Regions from separate parts of the Columba livia genome. Here region 2 is linked to region 1. Evidence: chromatin contacts called from public Hi-C data. All regions are on one chromosome and are shown on one strand. The core of a region is the stretch at or near the end of the contact, and the rest is flanking DNA. Distances in the headings are between cores, read along the strand shown.

Region 1 (7,941 bases), core at 3,893-6,392:
TGCTCCCCTTCCTTTTCGTGTCAGCAGGATGATATGGCTGTGATTTCCATGGCAAGAAGAGGCACAAAACTGGACCAGCTTGAGCCAAAATGGCTCAGGATGTGAAATTGGAGACTGCATGTGACAACGAATTCCCTGACTTCTACTGGTGTCCCCTGAAGTTGCCAGGAGCTTAAGCATCTTTAAGTAATTGTTATGACTCAGTAAGAATCCTCTGGCAGGAGATGCTGGAGAGCCAGGCCAAGGGAGCAGGACAGCCAACGGGCTGTAGGACAGACCATATTCTCCTGCCCTCATCTTGCCCTGGTTTTTGAACTGGTGGTTCCCTTGACAGAAGGAAGGTTGTGTGTGCCTCATGTTGCTGAGGGTCTCCACCGGCATTCATGTGGGTGGAAGGTAGCAGAGGGCTGAGCTAAATTCAGGCTGTTTGCTGGGTGATGTGCACCCATAGGACCTAGGCTCTCCTGTTTGCAGCGCTTCAAAAAGAGTCCTCTGCCTGGAAACACAGGCCCATCTGAGAGCAAGCTCAACAACGAGGCCTATAAATAAATTGTTGAAAAACAGAATTCCAAGGTCCATATGTGAGGGATAGAAACGCATTAGAAAGCCCGACACTTGCAGCACACTGGCCAGATTCCCCAGCAGAAAGGGGACAGAGGCATCTGAGCACCCTGGCTGGCTGTCAGCACTCTCGACCTGCCAGGACAGCTGCGCTTTGTCTCCAGGTTCAGCTGTAAACTGCTCACAAATATCCCTGTGGAGCTGGGTTACTTCATTAGAGCCATTGTTAACAATCCCCTGTTTCACTCTGGGGAAAGCACTGGTGTGACGTCTGCTTTTTGAACATTCAAATAATTCGACTCGACAGAAGTTTATTTTCTCTCTTTTGCACCATCTTGGTGGGGAGAGGTGGAATCAGGTCCTGTTGTATCTGCGTCAACAGCACTGCACCAACATGACAGCAGCAAATGCTGGTTCCTCTTCAGACACTCCTACTGAAGAACAATTATAGTGCGGGATATTGAATAGCTGTTCAGACAATTGTACTTTCACTCTCTTAAAAGTATACTAAAATTAGAGTGTACAAACCTGATACCCTTCTGCACACTCTTGCATTATTTCTGTCATTTTTTTATACTCTCCAGATAAGTGTGAGCATGAAATGAAGCTGGTCTGGTTTGGTTTGAGGGTGTGAAGCAATAGTGCTGTCTGTCTTTCCACAGTGACAAGGGAGCATTTCAACTTTTAAAACCCAGGGTTTGATGTGCCTGCTCTGTTCATAGTGTTTTCTTTTGTTCGGGCTTTTTATTGGAACTCAACACTGAAGCTAAGCTATTTATCATCATCCTCCTTTAAAATGACTGTTCCCAGTCTATGCACAGTCTCATTTTTCCTTACAAAGTGTTGGTGTTCAGAGGACATTCCTCCCTCATGAAACAAAGCATTGGGTCCCCTACTTGCAAATACATGTGCATCTCTGGAAAAAAAAATGTGTATCAAGTAACACTTCATTTATATTGCAATATTTTAACCTGGTACCTGTTGTTGCTACAGCAGCATTCAATGTTTCAGTGGTTTTAGGTTACAACATGGGTTATGCGCGAGTACAAAAGTGTGGTCTGTGTGTGTTTTGTGGGTGAGTGTTTGGGTGTTTGCATGTGTGAGTTTTCCTACCAGAGAGCGTATGTGAGTGTTTATAACTCACGTTGAGTCTTGTCTCTGGAAGTTCACGGTTATATATCAAACCAGCTTTCTTTCCTCTCCTCCTATAGTACTTGTTATACTTTTGTCATTAAGGGTTTCGTTGTAATATCTAAATGTGGAAATGAATAAAGTTGTAACTGGCATCTGCTCCCTGGTTCCTGGAGGCCGCGGGCACCGCTCCACCCGGCACCCCGGCAGCCCCACTCTGGCCCAGGCAATCAATTGGGTTTATTATTTTTACATTTGTGTCCCTTTTCCCCGCATCCTCCAGGAAATAGCTGGCTTTTGTGGTATTTCCAGCCAGGATGAATCTCGGTCTTTCCTCATGAAGAAGCCGGATACACTTTGGTTGAGCTCGCTGACAGAAGCCCTGCGCCCAGGCCTTTGCCCCGCGGCCATCTCCCTCAGCCCCGTGTCCCTTCCTCACCGCCTCGGCGCCGGGGTCTGGCTCCGCGGCCTCTCTTTGCCCTCCTTCCCCTCCCAGCGAGACCCAGGGCGGCGGAGCCCTCCGGACACCCCGTCTCCTCGGCGCACGGAGCCCGCTCGGCGCTGCCGCCCTGACGAGCCCGCGCCGGGCGGAGGTGCCGGCGGCGTCCTGCAGGTGGCGCCCTCAGCCCGGCGGGCAGAGCCCGGAGGGAAGATGGCGGCGGGGCCGTGCGGGGATGTGGAACCTGACGGGAAAGCCGAGGGCGGGTGTGAGTCACGGGCGGGATCGGGGCTGAAGGAAGTGTTCCGTGCCCAGGGAGTAAATCCACATATCACAGTATCACAGTATGTTTGGGATTGGAAAGGACCTCAAAAGATCATCCAGTCCAATCCCCCTGCTGGAGCAGGAACGCCTAGGGGAGGTCGCACAGGAACATGTCCAGGCGGGTTTTGAATGTCTCCAGAGAAGGAGACTCAACAATCTCCCTGGGCAGCCTGTTCCAGTGTCTGTCACCCTCACTGAGAAGAAGTTTTTTCTCAAAAAGACCAGCAGCAGGTAGTAGTCTGTCGGGTGCACCAATTTGGGGAGCTCTCTAGCAATATCCTTGATCCGGGCTCCGGGTAGACTACAAACTTCCCTAAGATGAGGGTCAGCTCTGCATATTGGGCCCTCTGTTCCTTTCAGAAGGGAATTTCCTATTACAATCACCCTTCAATATGGATTTATGGCCGTTCCTCAAGAAGAAAAGTCATCAGGAGCCAAAGTGAAACCTGAGCCACGGCTCCCTCCCCAGCCCTGTGGTGACTTGGAAAGACCTCAGTGCCATTTGTCCACCAGAAAAATGTCCCCTGAGGAATAGCCATTGGTTGCCCTATGCATGGTGGGGAGACATGGAGACATCCCCTCAGCTCCAGCCTCTTCATCCAGCCCCACCAGCAGAGGGAAGTGGCACAAAGGAGGCAGTTCTTGTGACGTGTAGTTTTTGTGACATGGCTCCTGTGGTGCATTTTCAAGGCATAGTTTTTAGGAAGGCAGGAGAGGAGCAGCCTGGCACAGAGCAACCTCCCGGCTCCTGCTGCGTGGGGAGGGATGTGGACAGGACCAAGCAGGCAGCCCCTGCGCGTGGATTTGAGCAGAAACGCAGCCCACAGGAAACCGGATAGGGTGAAACATGAAGCCACCTTCTTGTGGTAAGAAAAGGGAACTGGGAAGTCACTGGCTGGGCCCTTTGTCTTGTTTTGCTTCTAACACAGCAAGTGAATGTTGTCTGAGTGCTTTCCAAAAGTGCTTTGAGATCCTTCCCTGAAGGTCAGCGCAGTAATAGCAATGAATCCTTCAGGCTCTAGGACTCCTTGGCCCCTTCGGAGGACATTTCAGCAACGAAGCACAGGACTTTGCATCAAAACGGTGTCTGCACTACGAGAACGGCGCCAAAATGTGTCCTGCACGGTGCAGTATCAGCGTGTTTGCCACGAGTCGCGCCCTCCGGGTGGGGTGAAAGTTCAGGTGAAATGTTGAGAAGCCACTAATGGCACGTGGTTCCTCACCCAGCATTTATCAAGAAGAGCAAAATTTAATATTAATTTTTTTAAAGCGGAAGTAGAACGTTCAGCTGCTGCTTCAGAAAGGTTTCTTGTGCTGTATTTCTGTTTCTATAGAGGTTTTACTAAACAGCTTCTTGTTACAGAGCCACAAGCGACATGGCATCAGCAGAGCCCACAGGTCCATCCTGCTCCCAGGTTTGCAAGCCTGCTGCTTTCCTTGGGCACACGTGGGTCTCTGCAAGGGCAGGGTTAGACCCACCATGTGCATCTCAAGGAAACAGACTGAGCTTTGGTGATGTTATCTTGCCTGTATATGCGACCAGGTGCATCACAAATGGGCAAACTACAGAACCTTCCAAAAAAAGAACAGTTTAATAAGATGCTTTAGGTTAAACACCAGGCTTATGGGAGGGCCTTCCCAAGCAGCTGGGGAAGTCACCAAGGAGACCGCCTCTCAGAAGAACAGCAGCACAGCTATTTGTTCAGAAATTTAGAAAATATCCTAACTCACATCCCTGCAGTACTTGGTTTCTTTGCCATAAATGATTTTCAGATAGATTGCCTTTCAAAATCCGAGGTGGCCCTTAATTTATTACACCTTTAAGAAGCCAAAATCCTTAAAACTATGTTGTTAGAGTTATTAATCTAAGTCCTGTTTTGCAATATTTCATGGGATTAATATTTATTAACAACATTTGAGTGCTTGTAAAATTTCCCAATTTAGCATGCCAGGAGTGAGTAACCCCAAACTAGGTAGGAGTGACCAAATCCTGACCCAGAGGCCGTGCTGTTCCTGCCCCAAGAGCCCTCTCAGCACTAACTGCGCACATGGAGCACACCCCACCTCTTCGCGCACATCCAGCCCCTTTCCCCGTTTTCAGACACACTTTTACAGCATCTCTCGTCTCTTTTTGATGGTCATTGCTCCTGATCTGGAGATTCCAGATACTGACGAGCCGCGTGTGTCGCTACACCGCGCTCCTTGAAGAACCGCGGGTCGCCAGAGCCAAGTGTCCCTTGCAACCCCGCACCCCCGCCATGGCCGCCTTCCTGACGTCACCGCACCCGCGGTGACGTCATACATCAGGACTCCGCCCCTCCCCATTGTGGGCGTGGCTCTCGCCCCTCCGGCCCCGCCTCTCGCCCTCGTGGCGCTGGGCGGGGCGGGGCGCGCCTGCGCAGTGCGGGCAGCGCCGGGCTGCAGTCGAGGCGCCGGGCGCGGAGCCGGCGGTGAGCGGCGTGGCTGCGGGAAGGCGTGGGGGCCTCGGGACGAGCCGAGCCGAGCATGGAGCGGCGATCACCGGCTGCGGCCGCTGGCCTGGGCAGCGGGATGCGCTGCCCGCCGCACTAAGGCAGCGGCGAACCCCGAGAAGCCAGGCGGCGCGGCGAGCCCCGCGACCGTGTGTGAGCGCGACTGAGGCGGCAGCGGCGGCTCCTCCCGGCGGCCTCCTCGGTGTCGGCGCGGGGCTGTGCGGGGAGGGGGCCGCGGCGCCGCCCCCACCTCCTCCCCTCCGCTCGGCCGGCCCGGGCAGAGGCGGGCGGCCGGGGCTCCCCCGCGGCGGCAGGCGGGCGGCATGAGCGCGGCGCCCTGAGGGGCCGGCGGAGTGGGGCTCGCCCCGAGCGGCTTCTCCCCGGGGCCGCGGCTGGCGGATCGGACTCGGCTGGGACCTGCCATGCCTGCCCTGGCTCCTCCCATGGCATGAGCCCGTGCTCTCCTCCCCCCTCCGCCTGCTTTTGGTCTTTCTGTGCTCCCGGGCTGTCAGATGGGATAAAACACCCGCGGGCGTGCGGGACTTGGTGCTGCAGCGAGCGAGCGTGGGGAGCAGCGGAGGAGGCGACCGGTGAGGGCCGGCGGCTCGCCCGGAGGCGAAGATGAGCTGGTGGTGGGCTGGCCGGTACCGGAACGGCGGCTCCTCCGTCCTGCTGCTGCTGCTGCTCTGGCACTGCCGGCTCCGGCCGGCCGGCGCCGACAACGCCAGCCAGGCGTACTACACCGCGCTGATCAACGTGACGGTGCTGAGCCCCGAGCGAGGCGGCCCCACGCTGCTGAGGATCGACCGCGGCCGCTACGGGCAGGATTCCCCCAAGGTGGAGGTCAAGGGCCTGCTGGTGACTCCCGTGCCCATCAACGGAGGTAACGCGCCCTTCGCGGCCGTCGGGTGGGTTTTGGCCTTTGTCTGAGCTCTGCAGACTTTTTCCTAGAGAGTTCTGACAAAAGAAGAGGGAGGACCTGCCCAGGGGAAAATAATAGTAAGGAAAAAAAATCCGTGATCCGAGAGTGCTGGTCTTCGTAACAGCTCTGCAAAGCATAATGTGTTTTCCTGCACGGATCCGTGTAGGTTAGTCATACTGAGGGATGAGGTTGTTATTTCTAAACTAATTACGGGGGGTCGGTAGCGATGGTTAATAGTATTTGGCTACAGTGATTCCATGGATCTCAGAACAGCTGCACAGCTGTCTCACTGTGATAGATGCACATCTGGATGGCTTTTGCAGCTGCATGAAGTCGTGATCGTTCAGTGTGCCTTTCTTAAAGATGCTGTTTAAGCTGTCCATCGAGACTGAAAGGACTATCAAGCTGTTACATTCATGGCCAGTCCAAAATTCGGTTGTTTGCAGTACTGAACACTGTGTAGTCCTTCCAAATAAGTGTTTATTTTTAAGTGAAGCTGCTGTCTATTGATTGTTTCCTGAGAAATGCTGGGTTTTATAGAGAACACTAATTTAAACAAGTGAGAGTATTATCTTGAGTTTTGCCGGAAGTAAAGCCAATCACTTCAGCCATAATGAAGTGGGTTAAGTAGCATCTTATTTGGAAAACCCTTCTTGACATTATATAAACTGCCGCCTTTAAGAAATGAACCACTTGATGGATCACAGTGGTCCCAACCCGTCTCCTGGACAGTAAACCTGTGAATAATGCATTAAGTGAAACGATGTAGTCAGTTAAAACTAGACTCGGAGTGGTCAATATTAGGAGTTTTCAAAAATAACTGATAATGCAGAACTACTGTTATTACTAAAAGCTTTTGAGAATTTACCAAGTCTTAAGATTAAGAAAATACTTCAATGCGTCTTCAGAACAAAATGCACCCTGCTAGGTAGCCTGCTGTAAGCTTCTAGGATGTGTGAAGCCAGCTGTGCATCAGCAGATGCTTGCCAGTCTCATTGAACCTTGATTTCATTAGCTTTGTGAAGTATTAACTAGAATATATTAATATAGCATATTTTGGGTTGAAGGGTGAGGAAGCAGAAATCTTTGACCACATCTACTGTAAAATGTTTCTAATTTGTACTTCAAATCCTACCTGCCTTATGCTCTCAGAGGCAGCTGTTGTCAAATATGCTCAGTTTTTCCTTCTTGTGCTTCCTGGTGTTCCTCACTTAAACACACACACCCCAACCTCCGGATGAAATCAACGGTGAGGCACATGAACACTGTTACTGCAAGTGGTATTTTTAAGGTTTTAAAACACACTGTCTTTTAGTATATATATAAGGTATCAAAATGCTGGTTTTGTTTAGTAGCTTCATTATTTGTCGAGAAAAGAAGATATTAACTACTTTTTAACCTGCCGCTATAACATTTTCTGCTTTCTTTTGGTATGATCTTCATTGAAGTGTAATTAAAATGTTGAGGGAGTCTGACAGCGTTTTCAGTGGAAGCTGATAATGAGAAAAGAGCTAAATAAAATTCTGAGCAGTGCATAAACAGCATTTTTATACCTTACTGCTAAGTATTGTATCATGAATAACTTCAGTGAGAAAGCCCATCAGGAAACACGAAATTGCAGACCTTAATTTCTGCAGTTTTGACATGGTGCAGTCACTGAAACTTTGAAGAGATTGAGTTTTGTCCTTCTGTTCCTCAACAGCCCGTTAAAGCAGCAGTTGTCTTCCTTTGAAGGTCTTCTGAATTTTCTATGTAGGTTGCTATATAGTATACATTTTATTTTAATTTTGCCAGGACACACTTCATATGGCTTAAAAATATTTCATGTAGTAGGGAAGATTGGAATATTTAAGATTTTCTGGAACGCTTATGTTCATAGTCTTTGCTATTTTTTATCTAGATTTGACGAAAGATGATGCTGTTTTGCTGGAAGTAATTGCTCTAATGTCTTCTTATCCGCCTGTTAATATTGCTCTAGGACTTGTTTGCAAGATATTTTTTTCCAAAAGCTCTTGACACGAGTAGCTGGCACTGGCCTCTGCTGTTGGAGCAGTAAATGCTCTACCCCGGTTCTCATGTATCCTGAGAAGAAA
Region 2 (7,941 bases), core at 4,019-6,518, 170 kb after region 1:
TGTAGCAACAGAAAAAACAAACCTCGGCAATCAAGCACTCTGTGTTTGGGCTACTTTCATAGAAACATAAAACAGCAGTTACACTTATGATACCAAAGCACCTTGCAGTTTACATTCTGTATTTTGTAATGCAATAACTATTTGACAAAATCTCAAATGCTGTTTGAGTCCAAAGCAAATCAGTGCAAAGGAAAAAAGCCTGCTGGCCCCTCTCACCTGCTCGGCCAGAAGATGTTGCTGTCTCTGCTCCATCAGGAATTGCTGCTTCTGCTGCTCCATGAGCAAGTGCTTTTGTTGCTGCTCCCTCTGCTTCTGCTGGTCCATCAGCATTTGGTGCTGCTTCATCGCTGCCGCTTGCTGCTGATTGCTGATATAGGATGGGTTGCTGTGGTTACCTGCCATGGAGACATTGGGAGCCTGGGCACCCAGGCCAGGGCCCGGGACAGAAACAGGAACGCGAGGAACGTTAGCAGAAGGGGTTTGATCCTGCAGGATAAAGTAAAACAGAATGAGGTTAGCCCTCCAGAATTCAGAAACTGCATGTTGTTACACAAATGAGGAAAGACACTTTCATAATGATGACCACAATTCATAGTATTTTTATCATTTTACGGGATAAAGGAGAGAGAAAATCTACACAAAGAAGGGAATCATAACACATCTCTAAAAAAAACAGAAGTTGTCAATTATTGCTTATCTGTGCATTTGTTATTTAACAAAAATCAGATCAGTTCTCTTTAATTTGTCATCTTTATGCAATAGCTTCTTCACTTGCGAAGCTTGTAACGAAAAAGGCAAAGTGTGATGCAGTTCTCAGTGATGCTAATTAAAGACATCCAGAAACCCATCTGTAAAGTGCCAGGAGCAGAAGTGAGGGTTCAGTGTTAAGGTCAGAAGCTCCACAACATTCAGGATTTAACTTCAGTCTCAAAGTACTTCCCCAAGGGCAGCTCAAACAGGGGTGTACAGCCCGAGGAACGGCACCGGTTACCAACAGCAATTCAAACACCAGCTTCAGTCAACTTCCGCAGCAGCTTTACAAACACCACATTTTAAATTTTCCTTATACAAAACACTTATTTAAATTCTGCCTCTTCTGTCTACATTTAATTCAGCAAGTGATTTTCTATCCCCCCCCGCCAAGTTGCTTTTTTTAGTATCAAAGTATTTACTATTTGCAGGTGAAAGGGAAGAAGGCTATTACTGATCAAAATGAGTCTTAACATACTTTTGCAGCAATTCAACCATCACCATATTCCACAGAGAAAAATAGTACTACATATAAGCCTGTTATCATTAATTTTTCATAACTCTTTTTTAGCAGATTGGAACTTGGGATAAGCAAAAATAACATGAAATTATCATCATGAAGGATCTGATACTGTTCTCTTTGTACCAGCTAATCCATTTGAAATTTGACAATTTTATCATTTTAAGCACAGTTCAGCCTCATCTCCAGTTATGCAAATACTGCTTTCAAGTTCAGAATTCAGCTGACGGGTTCGGCTGCTGGTTCTCACCCTCTGCAGTTTATATGAAATCATGAGTGAAATATAGGTAAAGCTGTGCTAAGTTGTTCTATACGCAAGCTTTTGAGAAATCCTCAAGAAGCATCCATCAGCATTTCTGTTCATGCAGTGCAAGCGTGGCAGTGTAGGTGCAAGGTCATCCTCATGTCTTTCAGGGAGGGGGAGATGTGACACACACAATCATCTCTTTTCCATTTTTCTTCCATCAACATGTCATTAGATTGTTACTTCTGCTACGTTTTACAGAGACTGACATTTTGTGCCTCATAAAGCACACGTTGATCCCATATTTTTATTTGTATGCCAGTGTGGTCTTCATCACAGACTAATTGGATCTCTCATGGGTTTTTTGTTTTGTTGAGGGAACATATGACTAGAGTCAGATCTCCAACAGCTTTTGCTAGAGGAGCTTTAATCCTTATAAAAGAGACCTTTCTTCTCAACAAGCCCTCCACTGTGTGCATTGCAGGCACATTACAGAATCCCAGTGAGCCTATACCCTCCATCCACTACATACATTTTCACCTGCAGAATAGCTGTAGTATCAGTTTTACGTAAGGCAAAGCAGCAGCAGCTGGATTTTTCCTTTACAAGAAAACCTGAAGCACATTGCTTCTAGCAGACAAATATGCTATGTTACTCATGCTTACAGATCTATTTCTCTCCTATTCCATACTTCCTCAATCCCCAGAGTAACCAGTAACAAAACCTTAGATTTCAAAAGTCCCAAGTAACACCAAAGAAATCAGGAATGCAGCCCCCACTTCCATCTCTCTTCAAAAAGCAGCAACCAAAGGTATGTCTTTTTATATACAGTAAGCCAACTCTGACACAAGTAAGGACTAAAAAGAAGGTAAAGAAATCAAAGCTTCTTTGAGAACACTGTTTAACACTACAGTTTCGCACCAGTTATTTTAGGCAAAAGTTTACAAAGCATCTATTTACCTCTGTAAGTAGAAGCTTCTATGAAGCATGACATAATTTGTTGCCCACAAAATACATAAAGCTGAAAATCACGCATCACCACATGACTTAGAACTGAGTGTTAAAAAAACTGTCCTCAGCGGAAAACAGAGTTCTTGATTCTTGTGTCAGCTGATTGTATATTATATCTTTCTTCTTTAAAACCATGCAGCAACTGTATTGAAACAATACCAGGTAATCTGTACTCTAGTCTTACGGATCTAACACCCTCTCGCAAAACCTTGGATCTGCTACTAAACAAAAGTAATAAAAGCCAGAACATTCACCTGACTGTGCGGTAGTCGGTAGGCAATGTTTCCAGATTTGGGTTTCAACAGGATCATCCCATTTTGGTCATCGCTCACGTGAGCCAGCGGTGCCTGCTGGCGTTGTTGGATGTAGGCCAACATGGGGGGCTTGTTCTGCCCAGATACTGGAACCCCCTGTTCACATTCTGCTTTGTAATGTGAAAGGGGTTTGGTGTTCCCATAGTCCAGCATCGAGCCTTGACTATTCACAGGGTTCTGGTTCAAGCTGTTTTGCTGATGACCCAAAATGTTCACATGGTAATTGCCTCCAGCTCTCGGCGAGCTTTTGTTTCCCATATTAGGCATCATGAGTTTTTGATTGTTGAAGTCTGGCTGGTAAACTGACGGGCTGGTGGGGTTTTCCATGGTATATGGGACAGCCAGTGGACTATGAGAAGGCCCAGACTGTTGCCAAGTAGACATTTGATTTGTCTGGTGAACTTGTGAAGCTTGTTGCTGGTTCTGCAACATCTGGTCTCTCTTCTGCTTGGCAGCAATCTGCTGAAGTTGATGAGCAGAAGACATTTCTTTGGCACTTCCTGCACCCTTCCCAGGTAACAACACATTGGGGAGAGGCCTCTGGACGTTTTGAGAGTGGTTTGATGCCTGCATCATGGGCTGAGTAGGATTTTCAGTCATTGATTGACTGGAAGGCTGAAATATAGCCTGAGAACTACCAACCGCTGGAGAAGCGGCACTTACAGGTACAGAAGGAGCACCAATAAATGCTGGACCTGAAGAAGTGGATCTAACCTGAGGAGATCCCATCTGTTCCTGTTCAAAGGGTGCTGGGGAGAACTCAGTCTTTATGTTAATATCTTGTGGCAACGGAGTCTGTGCAGCTGAATTTGAAGAATCTGCGTCTTTCTTCTCTTCAAAGTCTTCATTAAAGAGATCCTTCATGTCTTCATCAGGCACTGATCTATTAAGCTCCTCAATAAGTTCTTTCCACTCTTGCTCATTAAGATTAAGATCGGGCATCAAGTTATTCTGCGAGATAGAACCCCCTGCTCCAGCAATCATACATGGAAGATCATCTACAGGCTCCTGCTTCAGCTCTTTGTTCAAACTCAGAGGAAATGAGTCATCGGCATCACCACCTCCATTCATCTGCAGGTTGGTATCTGGAAGACACTTCTTGCTGATGCCATCCAGCCCCATCGGATGTTTTCCGTTAAGCTGTAAGGTATCTCCGCTGCCAGATTTCTTGTCGAGATGATGGAGTGGAGACACAGGGGGCATTCCATTGGAAGAACCACTCACTCCACCAAGACCATCATCACGACGCAGTTTCTTGGACACAGAAAAGACATCACCGTAGCCATTCTGCTGGTCTCCGTTCTGCGGGGAAGCGGCACTATCGAGCTTTCTTTTCACAGTCTCATGGAGCTGCTAAAAAAAACAAAAACAAAAAAAAGAGAGGATTAGTTTAATGTTTCATAGATTAGGATTTTTATTTCTTGTGACAACACTGTTTACCACTAACTAAAGCATTTTAGGAAAAAAAAAAGCAGTTAGATCTGTGCTTTGATAAGATTTGCTTTACAAGTCATCACTTGAGATGACTTCCCTTCTACAGTCTGTTAGGACAGACTTTCAAAAATATGTACTGCACCAAACAGAGCCATCCTTCAACCAAAACCAAAAGCTGCTGTGAACCAGAACATACTACGATTTTTCCTGTTCTAAATGCAAAAACATTGAAGAATGTTAAGATTCAAACTTTGGATGTGAATAAAACCGTGTATTTTATTTTGCCCGTGTACACATGGTAAAATTGTTCTGTAACACTGCTTTATAAAGCAGTTTCAAATGTAAATATTTAGAGAAAAAGAACAATTCCTCTTGTGATTATAATTTTTAGAAAAGAACTACACATACACATTTTGTACACTATCACATTTTTGGTACTAAAGCAAAGCCCGTTTGTCACTAGGCCACCACCGTTTCACGCTTATGTAAAACGCAATTCAGAGTTCAGTCAATTCTATCACGGCAAAGGAAGTTTGCTCCTTTCTCCCAGAGTATTCACCAGCTGCTCCTCTCTGCACTGTGACCAGCACAGCACCAACCAGCCCGACAGTTGGCTTCTCATGGCCAGTGAACGCACATATTCTTTTTCTCACAGTGCCACCTAGAAGCAAGCGGAGGGTACAGCAATAGTAACAAGCAGAGTTCGAGAGGCTTTGTTCAGCTTCTTTCCTGCCAGCAGGCTTTCAAGTATAAAGTTCTTTCCAGTGACGTCAAGAACATCTGAAAACAGAATTTACACACACATCAAAGATGACTACAAACTCTTCCTTCCCTCAGGTGCATTCTGTAAAAAACAACAGTAGTGCTTTGCTTGTGCTGGAAGCACCACACCACAGCCAACCCTGGCAGGCAGAGAGGCTGCCCAAAGGGAGCAGTGTGCTCGGAGAGGGAAAGCTCTGCCAGCTCCCGGCCTGTCCCACATCCCTTTGTATGTCCCAGCAGGACACACGAGGAGAAGCCCCACAAACAGCTGCCCAGCTGCAGCCTGATTCACCCCACAGCACGCTCAGATGGCAGAGAAGCAGCTCGTTAAACAACCCTCACGACAAGTATGCTTATTTTAATATTACTTGCAGTCTCCACGATGCAAGTCCACTCACCCTAGGGGAAAGCTGTCTCATCCAAGAACAAACAGGGGAAACCTCAAGATCTCAGTGCTCAAGCAAGAGGTTGTGTGTAGAGCCAGCATAAATTATCAGAAGAATTTCACAGCGCTTGCCTGGGCAACAGCATTCTTTGATTTAATGATGGAAGGACTCGTTCACAGTTAATTGTTGTAATTTTTTTTAAACAGTCTACAGTTAGCTGACCTTCAGAAAAAAAAACCAACAAACCACTATTTGTTTAACGCTTTCATAGGTAGCAGCAAAATCATATGTATATCTGAGGGACAGACTGTAGCTTCCCAGGAAACTATGATCTTCCAGATGGTTCATGAATATAGTAGCAGAGTAGTGAGAGTAGCAGAAGACCTGCTAAGATGAGATGAGGTACATCTGGAGTAGAGACTGAAACTTGAGCTCTCTTCATCTGAATATCACGTCTACAGCTTGAAGTAGCAGATCTAGAGTGAATTTTTCAAATACTGACTTGAAAAAAACACCTATGAAATTTTCCTTGTTATGTAAAAAGGCAAAACTAACACCAGAAAGCTTTAACTTAATCCCAACATCTGCCTTTCAGCCACGTTTCCCATTGTTTACATAATTCTCCAACTGGGAAAACTGAAGCTGAAGGTGGATGAGTAACCTGCTCAAGGTCATATGATGAGTCAATCACTCGAAGTTTGGGAATGGATCATCCTTAATTCTAAATCATTAGGGGAAAACACACCCCCTGAAAACTGACAAAAGTAATAATTTGGTTTTGTATACTGAACATATTATTTCCAATTTCTATATTAAAAACAAATGTATGCCCATTCTGGTCATTGATATAATTATCATTCTTATAGACAACTCAAGGCAATGAGGATTTTGGTGGCTTTATAGTGATAATTGCACACAGCTCTTCACAGGCTGCAGAACCCACCTTGGTTGCTGGACATATATTGCAAAAGTTGTTACGTGCTAAGGTCTTTGCTGCTGTACTCCACATTTGCAATGTATACAACTAACCTAAAATTAAATCATCCGTGCTTATAAACTACATGTACTGTAGTCTAGAAAGAGACACAGACCTCTAATATTCATCATAGGCTCCTTCCCTCAATAAAAACATGTAGGTGCTTTCATATGTATATGAGTTTTAACAGTCATAATGCTCAGATATCTGATTCTTGGTGATATCTTGACTTCAGTTACTCTAGACAAAGTCCTCCTTTCACCTAAATCTACATTCCTTTGTCAGAAAGGGATATTAAATAAAAAGTAACTTAAATAAACTCAGGAATGAACTAAAATTTGAGGGTGACTGCTTCCAGCCTTGCTTCACCTCAGCTACATCTAAGATTATTTGAAACATATCCTACATGTACACGTAATAGCCAATAGACACGTAAGAGAGAAGAAAATCTGCTTGTCTTCTACCCTCACCAGAAAAGATTGAACCCAGTTTGTAACCAGGACACTTAATTTCTGAATTTTAGAAACTATTCACCAAATGCACTTGCATCCTAGTTCACTTTTCACATTAACACGACTTATTGCAGTAAGTCTACACTGTAGTTACACTATCTACATATACACTATCTACATATAACCAGCTTAAAACTAACTTAGTAACCATATTCTACCTTCTTTCTTCTCTCTGGAAAAGACAGTGTTACAAAAATATGTGGGAACCAAAAGTTACGGGTTCCTTCTCCTCTGCCATTACACATACATTCTGATACCTTTTATTTATTCATATTCAATTTTGAGTAACAGAGCCTGAAATTCTCACACCAAATACATTCATACAACTACTCTTCAAATAGTGCAACTTTCTCTTGTGAATTTCTTTTCTTATATGCATTTCTTACATATTATCTCAGATCTTGATTTCATAACAGAAAAAGGAAATATTCAGTTCTTGCCCTATTTGTCTGTATCCAGCCAAATAATCTGGGTTTAGGGAAAAAAAAGCAACAAGGACTATGTGAGACACAAGTCAGACTACAAGCTATCTACGTATCAAGCTGCTCCAACAGAGTTCTCAAGGCAAGAAAAACCTGCTCTCTTCTGCCAAAACTCAAAAAAATAAAAGAGAAGAAATGCTGACAAAAGTAAATCATAGCTTTCTACTCACTAGGAAAATCCCTTCAGCTTTAGTTTTATTGTCCACTATCACCCTGTAAGGCACAGTGGCCCTCTGCTATGCTGTCCCTGGTTTTCTTAGCAGAATCAAGCAATTTTATTTGTAACGCAGGAATGAACCATTTCCATTGTCACCAGATCAGATACAGAAATGTATTCCCAATTTTCCAGCCTACTCAACTTCTTAACAACAGATAGACCTCCAAGATCTCTTTAGCTTGGCCTAAAACTATTACCCCAAAAGCATTTATCCAAAGTACTTAAGCTCTCTGTGCAGAGAACAGTGCACAGCAGGGGATGCACACAAGCCTCGGCCCCTCGGCCCACGATGGGATATGGAGTTTCTGAAAGGGCCACAGGCTGTGCCTTCTC

What was found. Hi-C and Micro-C count contacts between places; a contact is called where the count stands out from the background.
Region 2: a Hi-C map of liver shows a contact between it and region 1, with 2.8 times the contacts expected there. The contact joins the enhancer-like site here to the promoter of RNF130 in region 1. A contact is called at or near these places in 2 of 2 Hi-C or Micro-C datasets (crop and liver).

Annotation. Positions count from the first base shown.
Region 1 is chr14:7,434,037-7,441,977 of bColLiv1.pat.W.v2, forward strand. RNF130 (ring finger protein 130) reads left to right here and starts at 5,143. Exons shown (of 9, transcript XM_065029802.1): 1 at 5,143-5,447; 2 at 5,525-5,809. The coding sequence starts at 5,375. It overlaps FLT4 (fms related receptor tyrosine kinase 4), which reads left to right. Exons shown (of 30, transcript XM_065029792.1): 30 at 1-1,847.
Region 2 is chr14:7,604,948-7,612,888 of bColLiv1.pat.W.v2, forward strand. It overlaps MAML1 (mastermind like transcriptional coactivator 1), which reads right to left. Exons shown (of 5, transcript XM_065029806.1): 2 at 2,780-4,189; 3 at 217-486. Among named protein-coding and RNA genes, the nearest start is that of MAML1, 10 kb to the right of the region's middle. Within about 2 kb of position 5,269, at least 2 of the 3 cell types and tissues checked have an H3K27ac peak away from gene starts, as active enhancers do.